2 separate regions of the Mus musculus genome follow, and region 2 is linked to region 1. Evidence: chromatin contacts called from public promoter capture Hi-C data. All regions are on one chromosome and are shown on one strand. The core of a region is the stretch at or near the end of the contact, and the rest is flanking DNA. Distances in the headings are between cores, read along the strand shown.

The links. Promoter capture Hi-C pulls out the DNA fragments that hold promoters and counts their contacts.
Region 2: a contact with region 1 is called in a promoter capture Hi-C map of hippocampal neurons, with 3 times the contacts expected there. The contact joins two enhancer-like sites. A contact is called at or near these places in 4 of 39 promoter capture datasets (cranial neural crest, embryonic stem cells and hippocampal neurons), 1 of 115 datasets of contacts at active chromatin or transcription factors (forebrain) and 3 of 9 other capture datasets (adipose tissue, embryonic stem cells and liver).

The regions. Positions count from the first base shown.
Region 1 is chr13:8,204,499-8,212,348 of GRCm38.p6, reverse strand. The region is part of intron 1 of Adarb2 (adenosine deaminase, RNA-specific, B2); the gene reads right to left. Among named protein-coding and RNA genes, the nearest start is that of Adarb2, 5.6 kb to the right of the region's middle. Within about 2 kb of position 4,813, at least 6 of the 459 cell types and tissues checked have an H3K27ac peak or open chromatin away from gene starts, as enhancers often do. A contact at or near this core is called in hippocampal neurons, where this site is marked.
Region 2 is chr13:8,385,993-8,393,842 of GRCm38.p6, reverse strand. The region is part of intron 1 of Adarb2 (adenosine deaminase, RNA-specific, B2); the gene reads right to left. Among named protein-coding and RNA genes, the nearest start is that of Adarb2, 190 kb to the right of the region's middle. Within about 2 kb of position 5,247, at least 9 of the 459 cell types and tissues checked have an H3K27ac peak or open chromatin away from gene starts, as enhancers often do. A contact at or near this core is called in hippocampal neurons, where this site is marked.

The DNA of each region.
Region 1 (7,850 bases), core at 3,564-6,063:
TGAGGTGAACTTTGATCAAACTTAAGAAAAAGAAGCCTCTAAATTATTCTTTCCATCTCTCCTTTGTCTGTGTGTCCTTTGTACTCCATTAAAACCCTTTTGTACAAGTGTGTTGTTTCCTTTTATGTTGGAAGTTGGATTATTTTTATCAGTGGCAAAGGCAAGATTTGCTTTACTTCATGCAAAGTATGCACACAGGGAAATTTCAATTGTTGATTCCCTGGAACTTTTGCAATTAAGCAATTAATATTTTCCTCAGAATTACAAACTACAACCACAAACCAGCATTTTCTCCACTACCTCTCAAAGTGTTTATATTCTCACATGTAGCCAGAATTTCATTTTGCCATATGATTTCTTTCAGAATTCCATAATATACTGATGTTTCAGAAGTAGACAAATCATTTAACATTTTAATATTCAAGATTTCAATAAATACTTATTGCATTTTAAATCTTGAGCCTGGCATTTCTCTATTCCACATGAATATATTAGCAGTCTACACAAAGCACACAAGCATACAATTAATGACTTGAATTCTATTCATTAGCTACACACAAAAGCCGTGTCATGATTCAGTTTTCACAAAATGAAGAAGTGGATTTAAAACTCTGCTGATTACACAAAATAATGCACGCACACTTAAATGTGTTCGCCTTAATAATAAAGGAATTTTCTATCTATGTGCTTAGTCATAAAAATATATCTCTCAATTTCAATATGCACCCATTTGCTCATTCCAGAATGGAGGGGTATATTCACATTGAAGTAATATATTAACACACATCAGAACTATTTTTAAGAATAGTATCATTTAATGTGTGCATGCAGGAAGGGCTGTCAAAGCTAGTGGATTTCTTGTGCTACCTTCTCAGAGGTTTTTCAAAGGTTTGTCACACCCTATTATTTCATCTACATGTTTAACAAATAATTTTTGCTGCAGCGTGGTTTTTCTTTGGGGAGAAAATTTAAAGATAGGTTTATTTAGTTATTTTTTTTTAAGTGCTTTAACCATGTATACTGGGTTTTCATGTCACTTTCTGATAGAGTTTTAGTTGAACCCAGATGACTGCTTTTCCTTCAGGTTCTAACTATTGTATTTTTTTTTAATTTCTGAAGTACAGATAATTATTTCAGTGCTTCTGTCTACCTAAGGATTAGGAAAAAGGTAGTGATTTTAAATCATTTATTTTCTCATCCCTCTCATTTGTATAAACTTAAAGGAATAGGTGTGTGTGTGTGTGTGTGTGTGTGTGTGTGTGTGTGTGTATTTTAGAGACTTTATATTTTGGTTCTTAGCCTACAGCTCAGCCTGGTATGGAGAGGGTGGGCTTCTCCTTTAAGGCCACAGCTATTTTCACAACCGCGGGCCCAATGTGAGCTCAGCATCTGTTACAGACAGGGATGAGTGAGCCCAGCTAGACTTGGGGTTTGGAGGAGGTCAAAATCTATTTTGCTGACATTTCTGCCACGTTTGTTAAATTGCATTCAGAAGAATGCAATTAAACTTTTAAGAAATATTGCATTTATCCCTAAATACATTTGCGATGTGTTTGGAGCAGTACAGTTGATTTTTTCAAGCAATTATAGAAACCCAAAGCATGTGTTTTGCCCTAGCTGATAATGGCTTTTAGAAACACTAGCCTTCCCACTTTTGTTTCAGCCTAACCCTAAGAAGAAATTTGACTGGGATTATCATCTTCCATGGAAGATAGGCTCAGATGATAGAGAAATGAGTCCCCATATTTCTGTCTCATTTTAATACCATATGTGAAAACATAGTTTTGAAATCATGTAAGACATAAAATGATGAGGCAGTAGGAAACAAAAACCAAAGATCTTGTATCCAATAAACGGAGCAGCCAAGATTAATTAAAACTATAATATTATCCAAAGCACATCATGGGTAAGGTGTTTAAAAGCACTCCACAGGAATTTATCTCAAAGTGTTATGATGATCATTTCAACATTACATTCACTCCACCTACTCAAGACTTCATAGCCGGGCATGGTGGTGCACGCCTTTAATCCCAGCACTCGGGAGGCAGAGGCAGGTGGATTTCTGAGTTCGAGGCCAGCCTGGTCTACAGAGTGAGTTCCAGGACCGCCAGGGCTACACAGAGAAACCCTGTCTCCAAAAACAAAAACAAAACAAACAAACAAACAAAAACCAAACAAAAACAAACAAACAAAAAACCCCCCAAAAAACAAAGAAAAAAAGACTTCAAAGAGAGTTTAGGAGTATATTATGAATAGTTTTGTTTTACTTATTATCATTTGAATGGTATTACAACAGCCACAGAAAAAAACCCCAGGTCTGTGATGTTGAACTGACGTAAATGTCCAGTGGCACACTGTAACCTCAGTGCAGTTGGACTTTCAGTGTAAGAAGCAGGTCCTGCACCGCTGCTTCCTGGTACCCACGCTACAGATCTTCCTGTCTCGATGCAGGAGCATTTGCTTTTACAAGGCGTGGGGGGGGGGGGGGGTTAGGTAGAGGGCTCACACTGGAATGATTAGTAGTTCAGCAAACATGATTGTTCTAACTGTCCTTTACATTGGAAGCAGATTGGCAAATCCACCCCCAGTCTCAGGATCTCAGGATTGAGAAGTATGCAGAGTTTAAGAAAAGCTTTCAATTCTCATCTTTAAGGCATTTAAGCAAAATGTTGCCTGAGCTTATATTGTATTTTCTTTCAATTTTAAAGATGAATACTACTTTTCTTTGTTTATAGGAAGGTTTCCTATATCAGACATGGCTCCTTACTCAGGTATAATATTTTTATGTCCTTCATATAAACATATATAACCTGTTTATTATTTTGAAAAATTAAAAGCAATATTAACTATTTGACTTTTCTATAATTTAACACAGGTGATAATAAGTTCTAACATATATTGAATTTCATAACACAGAGGGGGCAATTACTAGCTACTTTCTATCAAGAAACCAGACACAAGTGGAATTTATTCAAAGCCAATAAAAGAATAAAGTTGAATTATGCTTCTTCCTTTCATGTTCAATATCTATAACTAAAATAAAAGTAATCAAATACCCTGCATGGATAGAGAGGACCCAGGTGACTCCATTAACTCTTTATTATAAGATACACAGTTCTCCAGGAAAGAAAGTCTGCTGTTGTGCACCACATTCGTGTCTGAGAAACTAAAATTCCCTTAAAAGCCAAACAAATCAGCTCATAGGTAGCTGATTCTTGGATGTGGTTCCTGGAAAACTGGATCCACTCTCATGTTTTCAGCTGCAGATTTAGAGCTTAGAACTGCACTTTTCACTTTACTTGAAGTCATCCAAGCAGCCAGACACAACAGCCCTCAACCTCCTTTCCTTCTAACTAAAATAAAAACAGAAAGGACAACCTGAACCTGATCACTAAGCAGGGATGCCTTGGTTCCAGGCTGGCAAGGGACATAAGTAGAAACACAGGTCTGTCTGCAGGTTTGTAAATCCTGAAGGCACCTTTTCATTGGCCCTTTTTAAGGTCTCCCAAGGACCCTTTCAAACTTACGTGTATTCAAAATTTAAAAGGAATTCCCCCCGCCCTGATTTCTTCGAATTTTGAAAGCCATGTCGCTCTACTGACATTGGCGTATTAGGTGAACTATACATTAAGAGCTATAAATAAATGACTATATTTAAACAATCAAGAACTTACAGCCTATATTCCTCTGAGCGAAGGAAATCATTTAATTGAAAAATTAGGGGTTAATTTAGATTCATGTTATCTACAAACCCAAGCAGCAAGGATCAGAATTGTCAGAGCCTCAGCCAGCAGGCTCTGCTGTCTTACCTTCATTTTCTCAGGTTTTTTTTTTTTTTTCAAATTATTTTGTGCTCACAGAGAAACACATGGAAAATGGTAATGTTCAATAGTTGAACTAGTTTGCAAAGGACATTCATGGTTTTCATGGCTCACTTGGAATGTGATTTAATTTTTTTTCAAGCTGGTTAAGAGCTTTTAATATCTTGTTCATGATAAGAAAATATGCCCTTTTACAAATCTTGTTTGCAAGTCATTAGCACCCAGATTGGTCACAGTAACATATGTTTAGAAATAAAATTTATAAATTACAAAGAGTTGAGTGATCTTTTTTCATTCTTAGGGTCTTTTTAAACAGTTTTTGTTATAAAAATTCTGACTTATATTTTCTAGGAATATTAGAAAAAGATACAGAAGGATACAAAATTGATCCAATGTTTCTAGTCTTTCCTGTCTAGATTCACACATACACAAAGCAATACACATACACTCCCCCCACACAGTAACATACACATATGCACATATATGTTTTCAATTAAACACAGTGTTACCTTTCTATGTCTCAAAAATTACAGTCTCTCACTTGGCATTTCTTTATATAATACTCCTCTGAGATAGCTTTTTGTCAATAACCCTAATGCCACTATTTGGATAAGAATACATGAATCTTATACTTTTAATCTAAATTCAAGCTCACTCGTCATATCTAACGCCCTTGAAGCAATTTCAAATTACTGTTATTACATGGGTCACTAGAAACCAGAAGCTCTGATATAAATTTTTAAAAGGGAGAGAGAGAAAAGGAGAAAACCCCCTCATGCAATTAGATCCTGCCTAACGGTTGGTTTAATCAATTTGATTTTTATCCTGGAATCCAGTCTTTCCTCTTGAGCTGTCAGCGAGCGAGATAAGAGCCAGTGGTGTAGACGGGCTGTCTTTTCTCCGTTGAGATGACAGCCACACGGATTACTAAAGCATCGCCGGGGATGGAGAGCAACACGGCCGCTGCACCCTCATCCAGTGCGCAATCTTTCTATTTCATTAATTTTTCATGGAATTTCATTTCACAACAAGCTGGCGTCTGCCATCCATCTGCTCCACTTACTGTGTCCCCTTTGCCAACTTTTTATTTGCATCTCACAGCGTTCTCGGGCTGCTCCGCTCCACACCACACTACCTTGCTGAGATTCCCAATTTACTTTCGTGGATCTATCTGCCTTGTGGGGTTGTTTCCAAAAAAATCACACCCGGTCTCCCTAAACATCTGGACACCCAAGCACCCTGGAATAATAGCTCAATCTCAAGACAACTTCTTAGCTGCTGTTAGGTGCTCCAGAGAATGAGACGTTGTCTGCCAATGATCAACTCAGTCAAATAAGTGTTTGCATACCGTTTGGACACTTCCCTAAAGTCCTGTCCTAGTTGATGGGCGATGGATACTTCTCACTATAAACCGTGCCCTTCAGTTTACCTCGGATGGGTATCAATAAGTCTGTGCTAAAAGATTTTTGTTTTACATTCTCAGACACTTCAGTCATTTTACCTATCTGTATATAACAGTGGGTTGTATCTTTAAATATTCTGTTTGAAAAATTAATTTCAGGCCAGAGAGCAGATTCTTTGGGAAAATATACGAACAACAACAACAAAAGGAAAAACAGATGCACAACGCATACACACACACACAAAAAAAATGTTTGCCATTTCAATGCATAAGAATACCAAGGTGTAGTTATAAGATTATTCAAAATTATTATCCTGACAGTCTATGGTTAGGGGTTAAATTTTTACTGATTTATTTTTATGAATTACACTGATTTTAGGAGGTAGCCCTCGTGGACTACCTGCAATGGTCTGCTGCTAATAAAAATGAACAAAAAGCCTTGAATCTTCACCTTTATTTTTTTGAGGTTTCAATGAGTGCTTCGCAGTATTTACACGCTGTTATTTTCTACTGCCAGCAGCACTCATCTCTATAAAGCACTGAATAGATGAAATTATTTATAATCATTCTGCCAGGAATTATGAAATAAGTCCAATCTTTGAGCCCTCTTCACGTCCTACTGAAGGCAATACCCCAGTGGTGAGTGATGGCAGAAGATGCTCCTTATTAACCACCGTTTTGCTAACGTCTCTAATTGATACTGAAGGAGGACCGAACAGATCTATATTCTACACATCAAATGGGTTCAGGCCCCAGATTGACACATGTATAAACATGAGATGTTTTGACGGTCCTTCTCAGTATACTTTTATTTTGCCTGTGTGTGCGTCCTATAAAATGAGAAACTCACACTTCCCATTTGTCCAGGCAGTGTAAACCACTTAGATACGATTTCTAAAGAAAATCCTAACTGAAAACACCCCCTATGGAGGCCATGCCAAGATGAATAATATGAGGTCTCAACAAAAGAAGACAAGAATCATCTTTAAAGTTTTTTCTTGCAGAGAAACATGGGCTTCTGCTAGCTGACCCTGGGAGGCATGTTCTGTGACCAAGTTTCTCTGGTTTTTAGATCTTTAAAGATACGCATTACTTCTTGTGTAGTACAGTGACAGAAACCTAACCTGTGAAAGAAACCACCCCATTTCCAAGATGATGGATTGCGCTTACCAATAATCACATCCTATCATTACCACAGTTAGCCTGTAGCTAGAGTGTTTCAGTTTAGGGCGTAGACTGTTGGATAGTATACTCGACCCAAGACACCTTTTAAGCCTACACGTAGAAAATAAAGATTCTCCGGCATACTGACCAAGTGATGCTATGGTTCATTTTTTAAAATGGAGCTTGGCTGGCAGATGAGCATATGTACACTTATCATGATTCTACTTATTAACTTGTTTAATACATTAATAACATATTGATTAATGCATGAAAATGGTTTTATAGTCAGCATGTTCACTTGCTACTTAATGGCATTCCTAGAATTCCTTAATTATCTCCCATGCATGTGTGGTCCTTCATGTTGGTCAGGCTTAAAACTTGATGCTATGCCATTCCATCTCAGTGAAGATATATGAGCATTAAGATAAAATTGAAAGACATCATTGCTCTTTATGGAGTAGAAGAAACGTGCATTTATCATACACGATATTACATACAAGCTTATCTTTTCCTGGGAGATGTAAAAAGCAATTACTCTCTCCTATGGCTGAGTATGCTAGTTTTTATTCATTTATTTATTTATTTTGATCATGTATATCTATATTGTTAACTTTGCCAGTAAAAATGAATATTTAACAGTTTAGTTTTACTGTCCTACCACAACAGCTGTTGTCAGGTGCCACAGAGAAGGCCACTTAAATACAGGTCTACACACAATAGAGACTTGTATATGCTTACCTATTGCCTTTGTTATGAAAATTTGAAGCCTTCCTAAAGTCAAAATTTCTAAGGATACAAATACTTGCTGTAAAAAATTTGCTTTGGGCTGTCATGGCTCAGTTTATAGTAAAGGAAGACTTTCCTGGGGTCTTTTTATTACCTTCCAGAATAAGTATTAAGGTAGTATGTCTGATACTTCATGGTAAAGAAAATGAAGAAAGATGAGAATTTCCTTTAGCTTACATTTCTATAAATTGTGTTATTATAAATATTGCTGCATTTGCTTGGTTCTAAATAGCTAAGCAGACCATTAAAAAAAATAGGAGACACAAACAAACACCTGAAGTATAAAGACATTTTTTTTCTTACTTCTTTAAAAGTGCTATTCATTGTCGAACTGTTGAAAGCATGGCTTCCTTAATATCCCTGCCATTTTCAGTCAATAGCACATAGGCATAGAAGAAATCAGTAAGTCCATTTCAAAATGTTTTCAGATAACAAATTGAGCATCAAGTATACATTTGAGCTGTTTAAGAACCAAAGTACAATTATAAAATCACCCCCTTTGAAATCAAAGGTCCTGAAACATTCAAAGACAGGTGTTAGGTCTCCTTTGCTCTCAGGGATCCTGATGTGTGATTATAATCAAGGATCGTTTGCTTCAGAGTTTTATGTTTTGATTAATTTGTGCTATTAGGAATCATATGGGATTCAGGAAGAGTTAGGAAACAATCTAGAAGAAA
Region 2 (7,850 bases), core at 3,998-6,497, 180 kb before region 1:
AGCTCGAGAAGAGGAGCTGGGGGCTCATTGCTGGGCACAGACTCCCTCTGCTGCTTATGTTTATGTGTTAAGTGCATCATGTTTTTTCCTTTCTTTCTTCCCCCTCAATGTTGTTCTTTTGGTATTTATGAATTGAATTTTGAGATTTTCTTTGTAATGTGAGGTGAAATATAGGGAATCCATCCACAGTAGAAAGAAAGGAAGAAAGGAAGGAAAGAGGGAGGGAGACAGGGGAAAAGAAAGTACATTTTCAAGAGTCAGGAATGGGTTTAAAGTTTAACAGATGCATACATGAGAGAAATAAACTCAGAAACAAAAACTCCACAAGTCCAGAAGTACCAAAGAGATAGTTTTCTCTTTCCAGGTGGGTCCGGAGAACTAGGGCACTTTACCTACAACGCAGCTGACAACAGAGACCTCTTGATATTCAGCAAACACACACACACACACACACACACACACACACACACACACACACACACACACACACGCGCACTTCACTGTACTGAATTTGTTTTACTTCTTGTACCTGGGATCAAAATTTCAAGCACTTCTTTGTTGCTTTGTTCTCACAGAATTTCCTGGAAGTGCTAACCTCAGAGAACCTTAGAAAATACTTTCCTTACTGTACCTTTGGCCGAGAGTGGTGAATAGCTTCGATTTCCCAAGAAAGCTCATTCTTTGAGAGTTTTGATGTGATTATACTGATTTTTTTTTCTATAGAAACCTCCAAAGTGCCAGAGGTCTTTGAAAACCAAGAAAAATGTGTCAAGCATTTTCATATTTAATAAATGTAGGAGAGAATGCACACACTATCCTGTTGATTAAAGCTCCAGGGCTCACACAAGCCAACACACTATTATTTACCTCACACATCCTGGAACCCTTCAAGTAGGTCATTATCACATAGGTTCACATGGGGGCAGTATTAACTGCATGCACTTGATTCGATGATGTAATCTTCACACAATGGGTTTATGGGTTATAGATATTTATAATGATCAAGAGATGCACTTATTTGGTGGAGAAAGGAGACACCAGGAACTTAATCTGTTGGAAGAATAAAGGCCACTGGATTTTGATTGAAAGCCTCTATTCTTTCACAATAGTGAAAGAAAAGTTGTGGCAAGGTCACATCTGGATGACTTTGCATAGAATTCACAGCATAAGATATGAAAGGGTTTATTTTGGTTCATGTGTTGAAAGGATGTAGTCCATCCTTACACTGAAGGGAAGACATGGCCAAGTCTTTGGCAGTAGAACCATGGACTGGGGGCTGCTCGATTCTTATTGTAAATGGAGACAGATAGCTCTGTTTAGAAGCTAAGTGACAACTCCAATATCTCTAGTGGAGTCCCATCTGCTAAGGCTGCAGAACTACCCAAACGAAAGTACAGGTTAGATATAAGTCTTTAAACACACGAGTCTGTGGAAGGCCTTTCATACTCATACTATCATGTTATTATAGAAATACAAGCAGGGCTGTAGGAGGATCAGTGGGGAAAATGCTGACCATTCAAGTTTGAAGACCAGGGATGAGATACACAAAGACATATAAAACACAGTTTGTAATTCCAGTATACCCATTGTGAGATGGGAGTTGGAGAGAAGAGAATCTCACGAAGTTTCTAAAACACCAACCCTGGCATACACAGTGCCAGGGTGAGGGCTGATGGTGTCTGACCTCCACACATGTACGATGGCACATGTATGTCTCCAATCACATAGGAGTTTACATATGGAAACATACAACAAGAGCACAAAAGACAAAAATATATTAGCATGGACTGAATAGTGCCCCCTCTCAAATTTATCTGTTGAACAACTGACTTATAGCATCTTAAACTGTGGCTGTGTTTGGGGAAAGCATGGTTATGGAAACCACCATTCAATGTAAGGTGACATGGTAGGAGCAAGGCAGCAAGCAGCCATGGCACTAGATCAGTAGATGAGAGCTTCCTCATTTGGAGAGAGACAGACAGAGAGAGAGAGAGAGAGAGAGAGAGAGAGAGAGAGAGAGAGAGAGAGAGAGGGAGAGGGAGAGAGAGAGAGAGAGAGAGGGAGAGAGAGAGAGAGAGAGAGGAGAGAGAGGAGAGATAGGGTTTCTGTGAATAGCCCAAGCTGTCCTGGAACTCACTCTGTAGACCAGACTGGCCTCGAACTCAGAAATCTGCCTGCCTCTGCCTCCTGTGTGCTGGGATTAACGGCGTGTGCCACCATGCCCAGCTGCTAGCTGATTTTTTAAAAAGGCAAACAGGGAATGTTTCAGGACTTAGATCATATGATCTTTCCTTTATTGATCAAATTAGCATGTGGGTGCTTTTTATGATTCAAAAGGAGCCATTTATTCTAGGACATATTAATGATAGCCACATGGATATTTCTGTCTTTATTTGCCCAAGGACATTAAGGCAAGTTACAACTAGGTGACACTTAGAAAATTTTTAACACTTAAAGAATCATAGTGCCTAGAGCTGAAAAAATATCCTAGCGATGCCTTAATTTCACCCTCCTGGGCTATAGGAGATCAAGCTGGACTTTTGAGCTCTACCACCTAAGTGAAGGCTTCCATCACTTAACACAGCAAGGGAAGGGGTGCTTAGAATACTCAATAGGCATAGAGAAAGGTGCCAGCCTGCATTGCCTCTGCTTCAGCAATCTGGCAGTTAGAGGACACGAGCTGATGGAGGGTTTTTTTTTTTTTTTTTTTTTTTTTTTTTGGTTTTTCGAGACAGGGTTTCTCTGTATAGCACTGGCTGTCCTGGAACTTACTTTGTAGACCAGGCTGGCCTTGAACTCAGAAATCCGCCTGCCTCTGCCTCCCGAGTGCTGGGATTAAAGGCTTGTGCCACCACGTTCTACTGTTGCACTGTGAAATGGAAAATTTAAATGGGTGTGTTTCTAAAGGATAAAACAAGAGTTTAAGTTGTTGCCTGTCTCCTTTCTTCTTTGCCTCATTTAGTATTGCTACTGTAAATATTATCTGGCCATGCTCTTTTGCTGGAATTCAGACATCTTTGGGTTTGTCAAAGATATTTTTTCTCATTGGTGATACGTTTAAAGAAAGCCAGGCCACAGCCTCCTGAGAACAGCATGAGCAACAACAACCAAAACCTAAAATAATTCATTACTCGTCATTATACTAGTAGTCAGGTCTGAGCAAATAAAGCAAAGGTGTAGATAGAAGTCTTTCTACCTGTCCCCTCTTCAGACCTTTCCTCCCCATTGTGGATGCTGTGATATGTCTGTCTACTGCCTCTTTCCTGGGTCCGATGCCTCTCTACCATGTCTCTGGGTACTCTGATATTTGTTTTAATGAAGTCTTGAGATAAGGCATATACATCAAGTCAAACTCAGACTTTGTAACTTACAAACACCCAGTATAAAGTTTCCCTATGAAACAGGAGATTTCATTTGAAAACAGGGGATCTTTTTTCCTATGTAGCAGTACAGAAGAAAAGCTCTTGAAGGAAGGAAAGGAAGTAATCTTCCAGAAGCATCCATGTGGGTATACAGGCTTTGGGTATGCAAAGACCTTCTTCCAAATATTTCTCTACCAGGAAATGGGCCTGCAGAACTGGAAGGAACACCATGCTTCAGTGGGTTGGATCTAAGAAAGATGTTGAAGGGCTGGAAACAGTTAATTTGCCTGAGAAACAAGGTGTCAAGCAGGTGAGTTCCAGACAATATGGCTGAGCTCAAAATGTATGGAACTTGTGAAAAACACGACAGTGTAAGTGACTGGACAACAGAAAAAATGTGAAGCTGTGAACACACAGGAGTGGTATACAGGAGGGAATGACCTAGAGATGAAGGCTGAGAGTGGCAAAAATAGTTAGTGGGCTTTCTTCTTCATGTCACCAGGTCCCTGGAAACACCTTTATTCAGCAATACACAGGATCAGAACCTTCTCTCTCAGAATCAATTATACAACTTTCAGAACCTCTCTAAGAAGTCTCTGACCAAAGATTGATTGGAAGGCTACTCCTGCTTTGTTGAAGATGGCAGGACCCAGGCCTTGGAATGGACCCTAAGAATGGAAACCATCTGAGTCTTTGGAAATGCTCAGGTGACACCCTAGGGCCAGTTGAGGTGCATGATGATATTATGCTCGATCCAGGTAGGCATATTAACTGGATTTCCTTGCTATGTTTCCTTGTGAGTCATAGAAATGTGGCCATCAATTAAACTTGGTGTTCAATTGGGAGTGGGCTAAGACACAGGGAGCACAGTCCAGGCTGCTCAGGTCCAAGGTGGCACACATATCTGCACAGCATGAGTTGGCACACACAGGTGGCCAGCACACAGCATAGGCTGCTACTTTGTCTAGCACTCGGTCAGGTCCAGTGGTTGCCTGCTAAGAACCATCTAACGTCTTTCTGTAATTAACCAAGAAATATACTATGAAGAGGCTGATGCAGAAGGATGAGGTAGAAATATTTTCAGAGCCACCATGTTTGCCATATAACAAACAGCCTTTGAGCCAAGCCCCATCCAGTTTTGTCTACAGTGGAAAGCAACAGCATCTGTAGAAATAGATGCAGAAATCTTTATCGGCCTAAGAATTCTACACTGTTTTGGCCATTGTTTCTCAGACAGTCATAGCATTAATTAGTCCATTTTTTTGCTTCCTTATTCAGCAAATGCTCTTAAGGATGGTTGAGGCAGAGACTGTGTATAGACTTCAGAGTGTCTGCCAATTTGCTCTTGGAGCATTCCTGGACAGATAGGAGGGAACAGTCTAGCCCAGAGCAGAGAGTTCCTAGTTGGAGACACTGTGCTATTGAGAGGGATACATCCTGTCCTCAGAGCCTGGAGATTATTCTCTGAACACCATCAGACACCAGGTGGCCGATAACAGTGGGAAATTACTGTTTTAATCATTAATTACCAAATAAATGTCACTTTGCTGGTACAATATATGCAGAGAATTCTGTCATAAATTGACATCTGTAAGTCATAAACTGCTTAGTTTTAGTTGCTTTTAATTGCTAAATTTTCCCAAGCTGCATGGTGCACACATTTTGGATCTGGTTCAAACTTCTCTGGCACATGGGTGCCTTCTTGACAGGAACATTGGATTCTGATGACTTCAGTGGTGCAAGAGGTATGAGATCTCTCACAAAAGCATTTGGCTTAATCACAGCAGAGAAGGAGAGTTCAGCAGAAAGCAAGAACAGCCTTTAATCAGATTGGAGATTCTGGCAGATCTCACAGAAAGCATGTGGTTTTCACTGTGGAAATGGAGATCAAAGGAAATGGTGTTCTAATGGACTCGAGGCAGGCTCTGACTCTGTATTGTTCACAAGTATCCAGGCCTCTTCTCTGTTTGACTTGAAACAAGTTATTCCTAGAGGAACCCACAGTCCTTTTTACCTAGAAGCCTAAATATATGTGCTTTTAAAGAACACTGCTGTAGTAGGTTAAAGATGAAACAGGGTGTTTGGAGCTCAGGCAACAAAGAACATTCGGTTTTCTTTTGCTTCGTGTAGAGGTGATTCTGAGAATAACGAGCTATGAGAGATGTACAGGCATGAACAGTGGCAAACTGCCTTTTTCTGCTTCCCCAAGTACAAATCCCATTCACACCATGTACGAATGAAGCTCATACTTACTCCGACCCAACTGGATTTTGAAAATAGTCCAAGTAAAGGAGTCTTGGAAGTGAGTGGTCTGAAATGAAGTGCATGTGACATGGCTTGGGTCTGTAACCTCTGGTTCTTCTTGCCCTGTTTCTGCAGTGACCCTGTTTTCTCAAGTGATCCTGAGTCCTTTGGACGATGAGAGGTGACAGAAGCAAGTTGTGACTCTGTTTTGGCTATTGTGATGTTGCCTTTGTTTCTGCCTCTGGTCTTATAGGACAGTGTCCTGGTTGTGTCTCCACTGAGTCCTTGCTCTGAAGACCCATTCTTTGGGCCCTTCGTATATTCTTCTGTGGGAAGTAATGGCTTTCCCACTTCCCTAGCTGCTTTCTTGGGGTTTCTCACCCTTTCCTTGGCCACAGAAAGATTTTCCTATATGATACACCCTCTGGTTTAAACATTTAGCGTGGTTTCTTTTGTCTTTTGGGTGGATCCTAAGAGGAGAATGAGTGTTTTCTCTTCTTTGGTACATATCAGAGATTCAATGTTCAATTTAAGAATACAAGCTAAGCTGCTGGTGGTGGTGCACACCTTTAATTCCAGCACTTGGGAGGCAGATTTCTGAGTTGGAGGCCAGCCTGGTCTACAAAGTGAGTTCCAGGACAGCCAGGGCTATACAGAAAAACCCTGTCTTGAAAAAAAAAAAAAAACCCAAGCAAATGAACAAAAAGAATACAAGCTAAGACACTTCCTGTTCCCTGTTATTCCTCTGTTAACTAGCATTCTTCTAGTTCCAGAGTGGAGCATGCTGGGAAAGAATCAGTCTTCTCTTCAGCACAGAAAGCAATTTTCTAGCATTGATTACTTATTCTATTATTATTATTATTATTATTATTATTATTATTAGTAGTAGTAGTAGTAGTAGTAGCAGCAGTAGTAGTAGTAGTAGTAGTGATCTCCACAGCACCCAAAAATGCTTAACTGATTTTGGAACTTCAGTAAGCCTTGGAAAATTTTAGCCAGCACGTATTGTATAGGTTGTTTTTCTGCGCCCCTGCCTAAGGGAGCTTTAGCTACTTAAAGAACATTTATCTTAGACACAATCTGTAGTCTAATTATCTACATTAAGGAAAGTGGGATCTAGATTTACTGGTAGTCTCTTTTAATCCTAACATTCTAAAGGCACAGTCAAGGGGATTCTGAATTTATGGCTATCCTTGGCTACATAGTGAGACAGATATTTGAAACAGTAACAAAACCAACAAAAGTAACTGCGAGTCCAGTGTTATTTCCTAGAATCTGTCTCTGGAGCTTTCTTGAAATACATGAGTTATCGGTCATAAGGAAACAGGAGAGCGCTAAAGAGCACTGAACGGAAGTGCTGGAGGTTGTGGAGCTTGCTAATCCTGGCGCACTGGGAGAGCGGAGGCAGGAGGATTAGACAGGGTTGACTCTTGGCTGTCTTGTTGCTTTGCTCTGCCATCATGCTACTCTGGAATAGCTTCAGCCTTGGAGTGACCCAACCCTGCCTGGCTCCAACTCACAGCCTATTTCAGGTCTGCACCTGAGCATCTGACATGAGGCTGGAAAGAAACAACAAGCCCTGCCAGTGGACGTCACCTAAAATCCACAGCATGAGGCTCAAACAGCTCCGCGTACTTGCCTCCATCCAACCATATTACCTAGTTAGTCTGTAACCATGCTCTCAGGGAGACTCTTTCACAATCCCATCTCTCGCAGCTACTGTCTGCTCATGCTGTCACCTTCCCACATCCTTAGCTATTGCCCATGTTTTCAGATTTTGAAATGCGCTCTCATCTATCTGTGAATTCCCTATGCCTGACGCTCACATGCAACCCGAGACCCTGGCCGAGCCACAAGGGCTGGATGCCCTGTATTTAGATGCTCCCTTCTTCCCCTCCGGGAGTGTTTCTCTCTCAACTCTACCTTCTTTGTTTTCTCCCTTTGGGTTTTACTTCTTAATGAAAGTCTTCACTAGCCCAAATTTCCCAACATGGACTCACAAATGATTTCCTTGAATTCCACTCAGTTGCCTCAGTTCTCACTACTGACCCAGTGAGATTTCCTCTGCCTTACGTTACTTAGAGAAGGAAAGCTACCCTCATCCTACCTGACACCTTGTTTCTCTAGAAATTTATAGCAACTATCACTTTCCTCCTGAAACACTTATTTCTCTCTGCTTCCAGGATATTCTACCCTCTGATTTTCCCCTTTTCACTGGTCATTATCTCTGGGTTTCCTTCAGAA